2 separate regions of the Columba livia genome follow, and region 2 is linked to region 1. Evidence: chromatin contacts called from public Hi-C data. All regions are on one chromosome and are shown on one strand. The core of a region is the stretch at or near the end of the contact, and the rest is flanking DNA. Distances in the headings are between cores, read along the strand shown. Region 1 overlaps SHQ1 (SHQ1, H/ACA ribonucleoprotein assembly factor). Region 2 has its middle 87 kb from the start of RYBP.

Region 1 (6,527 bases), core at 3,042-5,541:
ATTCATAAATGGACTATTTTGTCTTGAAAAGTGAAAGCCAAAAAGGAAATTGCTCTCTTAAGAAAGTCTTTAATAACTCATTAATGCCTGTGGCCTGAGTAAATTAGAGGTCTTCCTCACTTGTAAAGGAAGACAATGAACCACTTTCCTTGGGCAGATATATTTATCCCTGTCATGAATGTCTATAATTTTCATGAAAGGCAGAGTCATGTATCATTTTTAAAGATTTTATATGTACACATGTATTTTGTTAATATCACGTGGTTTTAATTTTTCTTTATTCTTAAAAGGCTTTTTATAGTTTCCCTTTAATATATATAATAATGTGGGACAGATGTAATTTATTGCTTTAATCTAAACAATGGAAAAAGTCGAGTTAAATGTTTTATTCTAATGTTCTCTACATTCTTATTTTTTACATTCAAAACCACTAAATTGTATAGAAGTTCTGTTATTCTGCCATGCAAACTGAATGTGCAGTGTCTTGTTTTTGTGTAACATCTTGATATCCATATTTATTAAACCACAGATTTTTAGATGCATAATATATTAAAATGTGCTTTTCTTGCTATGCTGCTATGACTTTCATTTTTAAAGGAGAAATAAAAAAAAAACCCTAATTCTTTGTACTGAAAAGCACAAAGAGTAATGCAGATTTTTCACTAATACACACAGAGTTTCACCAGCATTCATGACGTCCTGGTATCTTTTGGAAGAAGAGTGCTCTGCTATCCCCTGCACAGACACTTCGGATTAGTGGCACGTGCCTTCAATGATACAGTCATGATACTGCAACTAGGTATGTTTTTGTACAGATTGGAAGTGATGACTATGTAGCCACATTGTTTGTATGTCTGTCTTTTTAATAACTTTTTTGGCCAATTTCACCCAAACTTGATAGATATCAACATTCCTGGACATCTTGTGGTTTAGTGAAAATGGGACTGTGGAGAGAACAAAATTGATGTCCTTACCAGGAAAATGCTCCCCAGAGCAACTCATTTATTAGCCAGTGAACAATACGTGCAGTTGTGGTGTGAATTCAGCTGTATTATTCATGCCAGAAAATCCACACATAAGAACTGTTATGAATGTCTCATCCTGAGAAAAGTCTTTTATCAGATCTTGTATCTTAATAAATTGGGATATTCCAGCTGTGATTTGTAAAGCTTTAGGGAAAAGGTCTTCAGAGAAAATAATAGTTTATTGTAATTGTTCATGTTGTGTTGATTTTTGAAGTATTTTTCTCTATACTGTATTTGTCTGTCTGTGAACAGATTTTTCTGGTGGAAAAGACCATATTAATGAAGCTTTTGTTACGGTAGGTTAGATACTATAATTGGCTTAGACCTTATTCTAAAGGTGTCTTAAGTTTTTATTTCAAAGCAGGGTCAGTTTTTGTTGCAAGTGTAGCTGGAGTCCAGTTGTCTTCTGTTCATCTTTAATTATCTGACTGAAGCCCTGTTAGAAAAGATTGACAGATTTCTGATTACTTCCATGATTTATTCCCACCTAAGGGAAGTTTTAAAAGCATCTTCTTCAGTTGCTCCAGCTGTTCTGTCTGACCAAGTTCTCCTCATCATGCTTTTGCAGTTCATTTTGCAGCTTTGTTGCATGAATTACTGTTTGGAAGAATTACTTCTTTAGAATTTTGACAGGAAGCTTACCTTAATGTTGAGTTCCAGCCCCCCTTGCCACTTTCTTTTTCTAGAATTAGATCTTCTGTTATGTTTGTTTTTTAACTTGAGCCAGTCCATTATATTTTTTTTCCTGTTCAAAGTAACTGTATTCAGTTTCCAGCCATCTTAATTCCTAAATTCTTCCATTGTGTGTGCCAGTTTAGAGTTGCCATTCCTAACCACACATTTGAGGGCAAGGGGTAGTTTTGTGGTTGATATTCAGTGTTCAAGTTCTTTGTAGGATTAAAGCAAAGTGTTTGAGATGACTCTGTGGTAAGTCCAGTGGTAACCTGGGAAGAACTGAAATCCTGAATTTGTATCAGCATTGAAACTTGTTTTGCATCATTGTTCTTTTAGTGCTTCCTATATAATTTTCCTGTCTTAGGAGCAGAGGCCAAAATCTGTGTCTTGCATTTGTTTGTGGGTTTTTTGTTTTGGTTGGTTGGCTTTGTTTGTTTTTTGTGGGCTTTTGTTTGTTTGCTTGGGTTTGGTTTTGTTTTTAATTTTGCAACTCACAAGCATTGGAAGAAAACCACTAAGTTCTGCTTCTCAGTGACTCTTCTGCCAAAAAAAAAAGTTGAACACTGGATGCTTTTTTTGAAAGTAGTAACTCACAATAAATAGAGAAGTTGTAAGTAACTTTAACAACTCAATATAGAAACATGGTTGTGTACAATTCCACAACTGAAGCTGGAGTAACCATAGGTTTGAAAAGTTGTACTGTTACATGAAAGCTGTCTGGGATAAACAGGGCATATGTAAAAGGAACGTCACTGCTGAACAAATAACTTGCAGTCATTAAGATCATAGAATTATTTTGGTTAGAAGAGACCCTCAAGATCATAGAGTCCAACCATGAGATGATGACAGCTCCACTCCTGAAAGTAAAACAAAACAAAACTACAAATATGTGGTGTGTAGTCCATTTTTTATTCTTCAGTTTTAAATGAAATATTTTAAAAAATTATATATTTTTCAACAGAATCGTTTTTATGGTATTCAGGACTTGTTTTTTATCAACAGTCCTATTTGGCTGTTGTTTAGAACCGTCTTATTTTCCTAACAACAAGTGGAGAACTAAAATAACATATGCAAGAGGACCTAAAACCAATTTATTGAGAATTAGTGTTATAGTCACTAATTTACATTGTTACTTGGCAGATGAGTAGCTGCAGTGGATGTTGTAAATGGTTCAGGCTGGCAGCTTGACAGGTAGAACCTTACAAAAATTAGCAAAATTTCAATTCCAGATATCATTTATTTTTAAAAGAGCAGGCTTCTTTTTAGTCAAAATAGTTAGGTTTGACAAGCTTGGCTTGACAAGCATTGATGGTGATACAATCCAGAAGTTAAGCAGTTATATTTGGGATTTTTTTTTTCTTTTGCGTTCTTTCCTGACACTTGTTCAATTGCTCTCTACAAAACCAGTGGGTTTTTCAGTTCTATTTGCCATGGCTTTTTACTCTCCAGGTTCTTTCTCCTTATTGCCATCTCCCACTTTCTTTAACTTTCATTTTCTCTCTATATTTTTTTGGCGTGGGATTATTTAAAACAAATAAATTTTGTGTTTGAACAGCAGGGGGAGTTCTGATCTCTCTCTCTTTCTTTTTTTTAATCTGTGAAAATGTAATTTCATCCCTGTTCAGGTTTCATAGCCCAGGAGGAGCCAGCCTCTTGGGAGAGGGTTATTAGATTCTATTTGCAGTAGTGGCTGTTTTCATTTGAATGGCCCGTTCCCCCCACCATTAAACAGTGAATTTTTTCTTTTTCAGTGTTGCAGCACTTAACCCTTTAGCAACCTTCATCAGAAAACTAAGAGATGAGATTCCAACCAACTGAAGGTTACATTAGTTAGTTCTCTTCCTCATAAACAATGGTTGCATAATGAATAAAATTAAAGTGACATCAAAAAGATTTCTGGTTGTGGAATTTATCAACTGTATGTCAAATGGCACCTTCTTGAGCCTGAAGTGAGTTTTTCTTTTGGAGGCTCGGTTTGCCAAATTGCTCTGTAACTAACAGAAGCAGGAAAAGTCCGGCTTTAAGGCTGCGGTTAGACGTCAGCCAACGGGATCGCTTACATTGTTTTACACAATTGCTGTGGCTTCTGTGTGCTGGGTCCTGCTGTGGGCTGTTTCTATCCTCATTATTTTCCAGAACAGGTGTTTGTGTAGGCATACAGGGAAACAGGCTTTCTCTGTCTTCAGAAAAATGATGGGGTATAATTCTTCTTTATTTGCAAGTTACTTTTTTGTTTATTTGCTTTTACATGGTGTGCTGTATGAGTGTGCTAAAGTCTGGGCTGGACACAGCTCAGGGAAGTGGAAAAGCTGGGGGAAGGGGCTTCAGCTGCAGAGAATTACATGCATGACTGTGTCTTGAGGCTTAAGTCTTGCACGGAGATTCCTACTAAATTCAGAGGCTCGGCATCCACATGGATGTGGATACTGAAGGGCATCGTCATATTACTGCCCTTCTGAGACTGTGAATCAACTTAAATTTACAAGATAATTGTAGATAGCGTGGTTATTAAAGCCTCAAAGGTGAGAAGATGATAAAGATCGTCTGTTACGACTTCTAGTGAATTACAAAAGTAAAAATCTCTTTCCAGGAAAAGCTGCAGTTTTGAAGTGTCTGCTGGATATTCACCAGATTTTTAGGGAGAATGACCCTGCCTACATCCTTAATGATCTCTTCATTACAGACTATTGCATCTGGATTCAAAAAACCAAGTAAGTTCTTAAGCAGTTATTGATGTGGGAAATGTTTTTAGCATACTTAATCTATGAACAAGTATCAGTAAAATCAAAAGAAATGTGATCTCCTATATATGGAAATGTGATCGGTCCTTTTAACCTTGGCTATCCAGCTAGTCTTACTACATAAACAGAGACATTCAGTGCATTTTTTTTTGATGTAGTGACATCATTGGAGAAGAGAGAGAGGAATTGCGTTTATTTGAAATAAAAATATGAATTTTTATTGATATATTAATGGTTTGGGGGAAAACAGCGACTGTGCCACTTCCAGACAAAGTCCCCGCACTTCAGCAACTCTGTGTCTCACCTCTGTGACTTATTTCCTCATTTCTAAAGTATCGGGAACTTTGCAGCCGGGCTGGTTGGAATTATCAGCATGCTTTAATGGCTTAAAAACAGTGAGAAATGGATTAAATGATCAAAGAAAGCTTCATGTTCAAATCTTTATATTGTTCTCGTCAGATTTATTATATTTTTCATACAGCTTCTGTTTTTCTCCCTCCCTATTTATGTCTTCACAGCCTTCTCTGAAGGCCCACAAAAGTGTGTATATGAGTTGCAGTCATATTTATCTGAATAGGGAGGCACTCCTAATATAAACAAAAAATGTCATTGTCTTGTTTGTTAATAAAGCAACATACGGACTCATAAAACATGGGTTAAAAATAGTCTTTGCATTCCAGTGCAGAGTTTAATGAGATACTGTGAGAGAAGAAATAACTTCTTGAGTGCACAAGACATAAGAAGCAGTGAGGGAATAGAGAGAGAACTTAGTGTTAATCATGGTCAGAAGGGGGATACAAAAGAGAGTTGAGACAGCTTGCATGGGCTGTACTTTTAGGTGTGACCTTACTGGTAGTACTTAGAGTATTAAAGGTCTTCAGTTCATAGCTGTGGATTACATGTTGTAGATACTGTTGATTCTTTGTTTACTTTCAGTGACTATGTACCTATGGGTAACAATGCACAAAATATTCTAAAGCAACTACAGTTGTTTCCAAAAATTTTGATTCATTAATCCTGAGTAGTTCCAGGAACAGACAGTTCATTTTACATTGTTATTTTTGAGGAGGCCTTTTTTGGCCACACCTTAAGTACAGCTACGGGGAAATTCACATTCAGGTTGAAATTGAGTTGAAAAGGTGCAGTAAATGAAGAAGGAGAAAGATATTTAATGCATCTTTCACGAAGAAATGAGTCACAAGACAGTAATATCACTGCTGTCCATATCAATGGATATAATGTCTAGCAAGTCAGTTATGAAAAACAAGGCTTTCTTTAAATACAGCAGAGGAAAATGTATGGTAGATATAAGTGACTGATACATTAACACATTTACTCCTAGACGCATACATTATGTACCAGTTAAGCAGAACTGACAGCTTCTAGAAAGAGGGCAATTAAGCCTTTTGATTGTCGTAATGACATGGCACAATAGCTGTCTGTCATTAGGAGAACAAGAGAAAGAGGATCTGCAGAAACCGTTCCTATTTTTAGGGTCTGAATCAGGAAAGCATTTAAGCATCTGCTTAAGTCATTCCTGTTCAGTTTAGCAGTGGAGCACGTTTGAATTTAAGCATGTGCGAAGCAAACAGGGACCTTTGTTTTCTCCCTTAATGTTGAAGGGAACAATGAAGTTCACTCATCATTCAGAAAATACCATAACAGATACAGAAATGGGTGGTGACTTGTCTACTGAGGACAAGGGCTCCCAGCTGCCCATGGTGAGTAAGGCGCTGGAGAGGAGGGTGGTGCAGCTTCCATTCCAGGGCAAGAAGGTTATGACATCCCTCTGGTAATTGCCTTTGTGGTGAAAGAGTTTTGGGAGGGGAAGGTATCTCTGTGGTGGTCTTTCCATGAAGTTATTTGCATGTCCGATCAGTCTGGATACTTTCTCTGTTTTGTTTCTTAGCCATTCTTTGCTCTGTGCAAGCTTCATTAACTTTCTTTGTCTCCATTTTCTCCTGTCTTTTCATAGCTATAGTCCCAGAGTGCTTTCAAAATCTGTGGAGAGTTTTTCTTTTATCCCCCTTTTCCCCTGGTATGTAGCCAAGTTCTAGTGGAGGTTGAGCCCTCTTTATTCAAAAAG
Region 2 (6,182 bases), core at 2,286-4,785, 160 kb after region 1:
CAGAGACACAGAGCACCCAGCCTGGGAGGGGAGCAGGGTTTTGGGCATGGCCACAGCCCCAGGGTGAGGCATGGAGGCACTTCAGCACTGAGGTACCTGCCCTCTTGCCTGTGCCCGGTTTCATCACAAGGCGGTGTGTTTGAGCAGAGAGAATGACTTAATTTTCTTTTTTCTTCTCTCCACCACTTAACCTCTGGATCCATCTGTCCTTGAGGATTTGGCTCCTCACTTCTCCATTGAGACACTGTGATGAAGCTGCTGACCTGTTTCTGGGACCTTTCCCATGTCTTCCAGTATAGCCTGGGGAAGATCCCTGTCAGCAGAGAAGCTGTTCTTGTTTCCAGTCCACGTGGTGTTGATGTCCAGGTAGGTGGCCAAGGGAAGCTCCAGCAGCATGGGGTGATTTGCCCTGCAGAGCGGTGCCAGGGCTGAGGGAGCAGCTGTCACCCCGCCTGGCACTGGCATGGACAGTGCTAGCAGCCCAGGAGCAGAGGAGAAAGGAGAGTGTCCTTGTGTTGGAGGGGATTTGCTTCCTGTGGCAACTGAAAGAGAAGGAGCAATGAAAGAGAAATCAATCAAACACTTACCCCTCCTGCAGAGGAGCAGACACACTGCCTCTGGGCAATTCCCACCCTTCCTCTGCCAGGGGCTGCTCTCAGATGAGACTTTCCAACCCATTCTTCCCCCCCGTGCTGCCCCAAGCAGGGCAGAATTTGCTGTAGTCCACTGCAAAGCCACCTGCCCTCGCCCCAACAGCCCATCACCGCGGTGTGCAAGCAGCACTGATCTGGGGGTCTCTTTGCCCATCAGACCCAAGGGGTGTCCCCAGCAAGTCAGTCTGTAAGCCCTTTAGGAAATCTGGGCTCTGTGCAGCACCCAGCAGCGTGAGGATTGAGCCCCTGGCATGTTAAATCATTGGGAGTGGTAGGAAAAACCTGAATGCAATTGCAGCAGCTGCCTGCCAGGTACCCTGCCCGCTGCCCTGGCAGCCTGCCTGGCACCGCGGGGTCTCTGCCGGCAGCCAGGCTGTGCTGGCACCGCAGGGACCTGCCATCACTTGCTCCAGACCTGAAGGCACCCGGGTGTTGCAGAGCAACAGCAGCAATCGCTCTCCTCCAGCATCCCCACACCCAGAGATGCTCAAACCATGGCTGGGCTGGAGGAAAAGCCAACATTGAAGGGTATTTTTAACATCACCTTGGTAAAATGTAAAGGCTAAAAATCTCTTGGCAGACAAAGAGCTATTCTTCTCTTTCTGATGAAGAAACTATTTCCTTGTACATCTGGTTCATATTTTTCTTTAGGTTTCTGCCAGAAACAATTCTGAAAACAAAACGCAGAGCTGAGCAGAGCAAATGTATACATTCCTGAAGGATTCCTTCACCACTCCTCTACAACCTCAACCTACCAGTCCTCCATAAAAACACACTTTTTCCCCCATTTTTCATTCTTTTTAATTAGTTTTCTTCTTGAAATGTGAAAACATATGGCCTGATTAACTCTGGAACACTACTACCTGCATTGTGTAAAATGATCTACATTTAGAAAATAATTACAGTGAATAGGAAGAGAAAAATAATCCATTGCAGAAAATGTTTTTTCTTCTTAATTGTTTAAGTCTATTATCTCTCCAGTCAGATTTGTCTGGAAAGCTTTATTAATGACTGTGTGACACGAGCTTCATGTTGGGACCTTGCAGCTCAGAGATCTTGCATTTTTATTCAAAATCCAGGTTTAGGACTAGAAAAGGGGAAGCAGCAGCGAGCAGGTTTTGAGGCTGCATTCGATTGCATGCACCCTGCTTCAATCTGCTGCTGCTGAACGCATGTGGGCAAAAGGCCAGGTTGGCTTTGTGTTTGTAAAGCTCCATGCGCAGGGCTGTGACAAAAAAAAGGGAGAAAAAAGGAGAATTATATCCCAGTCCCTGTCTACCTAAGCCCCAGTAATTGGGAGGGTGGGGACGGGAAGGTCACGGGTGGCTGCCTGTGCCACCTGCGAGATGGATGGATGGATGTCACCCCCAGTGTTGTCATAGCACCACACTCCTGCTCCTGTGTCTGCTGCTGAGGAAGTGCGGCAGCTGAAAGCCATTGGCTTTACCTAATTAGGAACAGAGACCATGTGTTAAGAAAGAAATGTGTAGCCCCAAATTATTTATGTTCCCAGTGGGAGCAGTATGGTTGCTGCTTTACAGTCAGCCTCTGCTTGCTCACCAAGGTATCCAGGTGATCCCTGAGCTGGAAGACAGCTATGGAAATGTTTGCAAACATTTTATTGAGAAGGTTTGTGTTGTTGCTGTTTCTTCCTTTATGCAGAGAAAAAAATATGGGTGGGAGTAGGATTCCCTCTACTCCTTCCACAAATATCTCTAAGGTTTTCATTTGCAGCTTGGTGAGGCTGCAGTTTCAGGTGAGAAGAGGGTGAATGGCAGTGACTGGGAGATGACCTGCAAACACTGTCTTGACTTGCTTTTTAACCTGAGATGTTCATTCCAATGCCTGTGCAAGTGCAGGGAGTCCCCTTTGCAGCAGCAAAGCAGTGGCTCTGGCTGTGCTGAGGAGGACACCTCTGCTCGGATGCTGCGTAAGATGCCATGTGGGGCTGTGAGGGATGCAGCTTCTGCAGCGCTATAAACCAGAGCCTGCTGCCTCCCCTGCAGAGAGCTGCTTGCTTTCACTCCAATAATTGCTGCTTGCTTGGAACTGCTCCTGCTAAAAGACCAAAATGACTGATTACAAAAATTGGAAAGGATTAAAATCTCTAAAACAACGCAAAGGGAAGAAAATAGATGAGCTAGCAAGGGAATGGGCTTATCACTTCTTGAGCAAACAAACAAGTGAAAGCTAATTTTCTGAGCCAGCAAATGAATGATTAATGAACCAGCCCACGATTAACCCTTCATCACAAGCTCCCCTGCTCCTGGTAGCTGCTTTGCATGGCTATTGCTCTGTTTTGCATTGGGATAAAGACACAGTTTGATGGTCATAAATCTGCTGCTCAGATTGTATTTCAAAAGGCTTTGACATAACAGGTATATCTGAGGAAGAGAGAAATAGTGGTTTAAAGATGTTCCAGATGTACAATATTTGGGATGTGGTGTTGTTTCAAGAGCCACCTGTTTGTGTATCTCTCCCAGCATGGCAATAAACTAAGCTCCTTGACATAGGGACAACATATTTTAAAATATGAACTTGTCTTTTTACTGCATTTTGTTAAATGATTAATTTGCCTTATATTAACTTAAAATGAGCTCATTAAAAGATTTCTTTTTTCTTTGAAAGCACTGCTCATTATACTATCATTTTAAGTAATTAAATCAGAATAAATGGCTCTGTGAAGCTATTTTAATGTAACATCTAATTATATCTGACCTAGACGCTGAACTATAATCATTAACTACATGAACTGTGTAATGTTCTGCAGACTCTTTAATCATTTATACAGGCTGAATTCAGCTGTGTGGAGTTGTAAGCTGAAGCCATTAGATGCCACGCACCTGTGGTGGGTGTGGGACAGCTGATGGGATTTTGCTTGTGGGGCTGTTTCCAGCTCCTGGGGGTTTTCCCTGCAGAGCTGTGATGGTTGCAGGCTTGGTTTGAGCTGACTGGGGTTGCTTCTCCTTTGTTGTGTGCACAGGGACTGAGCATGTGTGTCGTGAGTTCATGTTTGAGGTTTTCTTCTGTTGAATGTTCTAATCAAGGTAACATACTCGTACTACATTTATTTAAACTGTGTTGGACTGTAACTTTGATGTTTTCATGTGATGTTTTCATGGCCAGGCTTAGTTACAAGAGGCTTTGACTTTTGCTGTGTGAAACTGTATACTTGCTGTTTGCCTTCTACGGAAGCTTAGTCTGTTCTTCCATTTTAAACAATTTTTTCTGATCTATTTGCATCTAGCTTCCAAACTACTGTTCCCTGAAACACTCCTCCAAGACAGATTTACTCCAGAAAAGAAGTTTTTCTGAGGAAGGAAAAACTGGCTTGCAGGAGTTTTAATCTTTCCCTAACTCAAAAGAGGAGCTGGGTGATAGTATTGCAATAGATGGTCCACCCATCTCCTGTGCAATGCTGATGGGCTGGATGCCTTGTGGCAAGAGAACAGAAGTGCCATGTTGTAGCATATTCAAAAATTGCTGGTGCCACCTATTGGTGGAAAACTGCAGATTATAACGTGATTAATGTGTATTATTATGCCCTCTGTTTATCACTCCCCAGCTGACAGGTGGGTCAAACCAGTTTTACTGTTAGTTTTAATATTAGTTACTGTTGGCAAACATGGTTTGCATTCCTTGTGTATCTTGGGTGTGATTTGCAAACAAGTGAGTTTGCTGCAGGCAGGCGGCTGCTGGTGGACACATGGAGCCCTGGGGATGTGTGTGCAACGGGGCAGGTAGGCGGTGCTGCTCCCTGAGAGCACAAGAGAGCAAGCCTAAAGCCAGGCCTGTGTAAAAGGTGCTAATGGATGTGTCAATAAATCTGTTCAGCTTCGGATAAATGTTTAGTATTCCTGTAGCCACTGACCGTGTGGTTGGGATGTGGAGGGAGAGCTGGTGTGGTGTGTGACTTGTGGGTGGTGATGCAAGGCTGCTTTGGGGACCTCCTTTTTCCAGCTGGAGCCCCACATGCTGGACACAGAGCTGGATAATTTCACCAAGTGAAGGAGCATGGGTACAGATGCGAAGGTTTTGTGACATTGCCTTTGTTATGTGGATTTTTTCACCCTTGGGGGATTTTCTAGCCTTGCAAGGGAGAGCTGAATCCTTGCCTAGAGCCCTGCTTCCTGCTGCCTTGTAGCAGGAGACCTTTAGCCAAACCCTGATAGGCAACAAAAAGCCCTGCTGGCCTCCTGCCTGCTATGCTTAAGCAGTTTTATAGCTGTCATATAGAACAGCCCTATATTAGTATCAGGTTTAATACTCCCGGGAAACATCCAGCCACAGTACTGACATCATGGACTAAAGGCTCCAAAGGTTCACTTGCTTAAGTGGCTATTTGTAATAGAGTCTTTTAATAAAATCTCATTAAAGGAGAGCTCCTGCCCAAGCCTGGTTCCTGAGATTGCTGGAACAGAGCACCAAAGGCCAGTCTCACGAGCTGCTTCAAGAAGCAAAGGGGAGAAAATGGGCCCCTGCAAGGACCTGGTTGGGGCTGGAGAGAAGTGCCTGGCACTTGTCCATGCTGCTCTTGTCCCGGCCCAGAGGAGTAAAAGGCCTTTGTAGAAAGCAGTGCAGAGGGAAAGGGCAAGAGACACTCCCAGCTCAGACTCCTCTCCGGTTTTCCCTCCCCACCACAAGCTCCTAAATGCTGATTACTTTAGCTCCTAAGCAAACAGCAGAGGATGCAGGTTTCTCCTGAATTAAGATGCTGGGAGGCTGGTGTTCCTAGGACTTATTTTACATTTTCTGTCACAGTTTGGCTGAACCTTTTTTTACTATGTGCTTGAAGAATAATCTGAATTCTGGATAAGAGTTTTCTAAACACTTGTCTCCTCTGTAATTTTTCTGTCATGCCATAGAGAGGAGCTGCTTGAAAGACTTCAGCAAAGAAATTATTCTCTACTTCAGTCCTAGGGTGGGTTTTTTTTTTGCTGTTTTTCCTTTTTAAATACCTAAAAATTTATTCTTTGATGTGAAAATTATATGCACTTAGAGATATGCTAATATGAAAATGATTGGAGAAACGTTGAACATGGAGAACAGCTCTCTTCCAGGCATTCTCCTTCATCACCTGCATCTCTGACAAACTCAGTCCCATCCTTCAGTACACAGGTCTCCATCTAAAGCCATGTTATTTAGCTGTAAAAGCTACTCCTCTTTTAAAAGAAAGGTTCAAAAGCAGATCCTTTGTCTTTGTATTGGTGGATTTTTTTTTTTTTCTTCCTTGTTTTACATGTGAAAGATTTTATGCCCATTCTGTGGTTTTGCCAGAAAGGTGGTGGTGAGGTTCCTGCTCAGGAGGTGCATAAGGACCAGCAGCAATTTCCTGAACTGGACTTTGGGCTGTGTACCCATCCCAAAGCCATCACCAACCATGGCAGAGCTATAGCTTCTCAGAGGATCCTCCTGATCCTTAGTGCTAGAAGTGGTCCTGAAGTTCTCCTGCTTTACTTTTTGCAAAGATTAAAAACTTGCTTCTGGATGAATGGAAACTGCCTGCGCTGGCCACTGATTTTGAGGGGA

Evidence for each region. A called contact is a pair of places that touch in the nucleus more often than the background predicts.
Region 2: a Hi-C map of crop shows a contact between it and region 1, with 3 times the contacts expected there. The contact joins two enhancer-like sites. A contact is called at or near these places in 2 of 2 Hi-C or Micro-C datasets (crop and liver).

The regions. Positions count from the first base shown.
Region 1 is chr10:12,446,595-12,453,121 of bColLiv1.pat.W.v2, forward strand. SHQ1 (SHQ1, H/ACA ribonucleoprotein assembly factor) reads left to right here. Exons shown (of 12, transcript XM_065075357.1): 10 at 676-799; 11 at 4,291-4,411. Among named protein-coding and RNA genes, the nearest start is that of GXYLT2, 24 kb to the left of the region's middle. Within about 2 kb of position 4,292, at least 2 of the 3 cell types and tissues checked have an H3K27ac peak away from gene starts, as active enhancers do.
Region 2 is chr10:12,610,551-12,616,732 of bColLiv1.pat.W.v2, forward strand. No RefSeq gene overlaps it. Among named protein-coding and RNA genes, the nearest start is that of RYBP, 87 kb to the left of the region's middle. Within about 2 kb of position 3,536, at least 1 of the 3 cell types and tissues checked has an H3K27ac peak away from gene starts, as active enhancers do.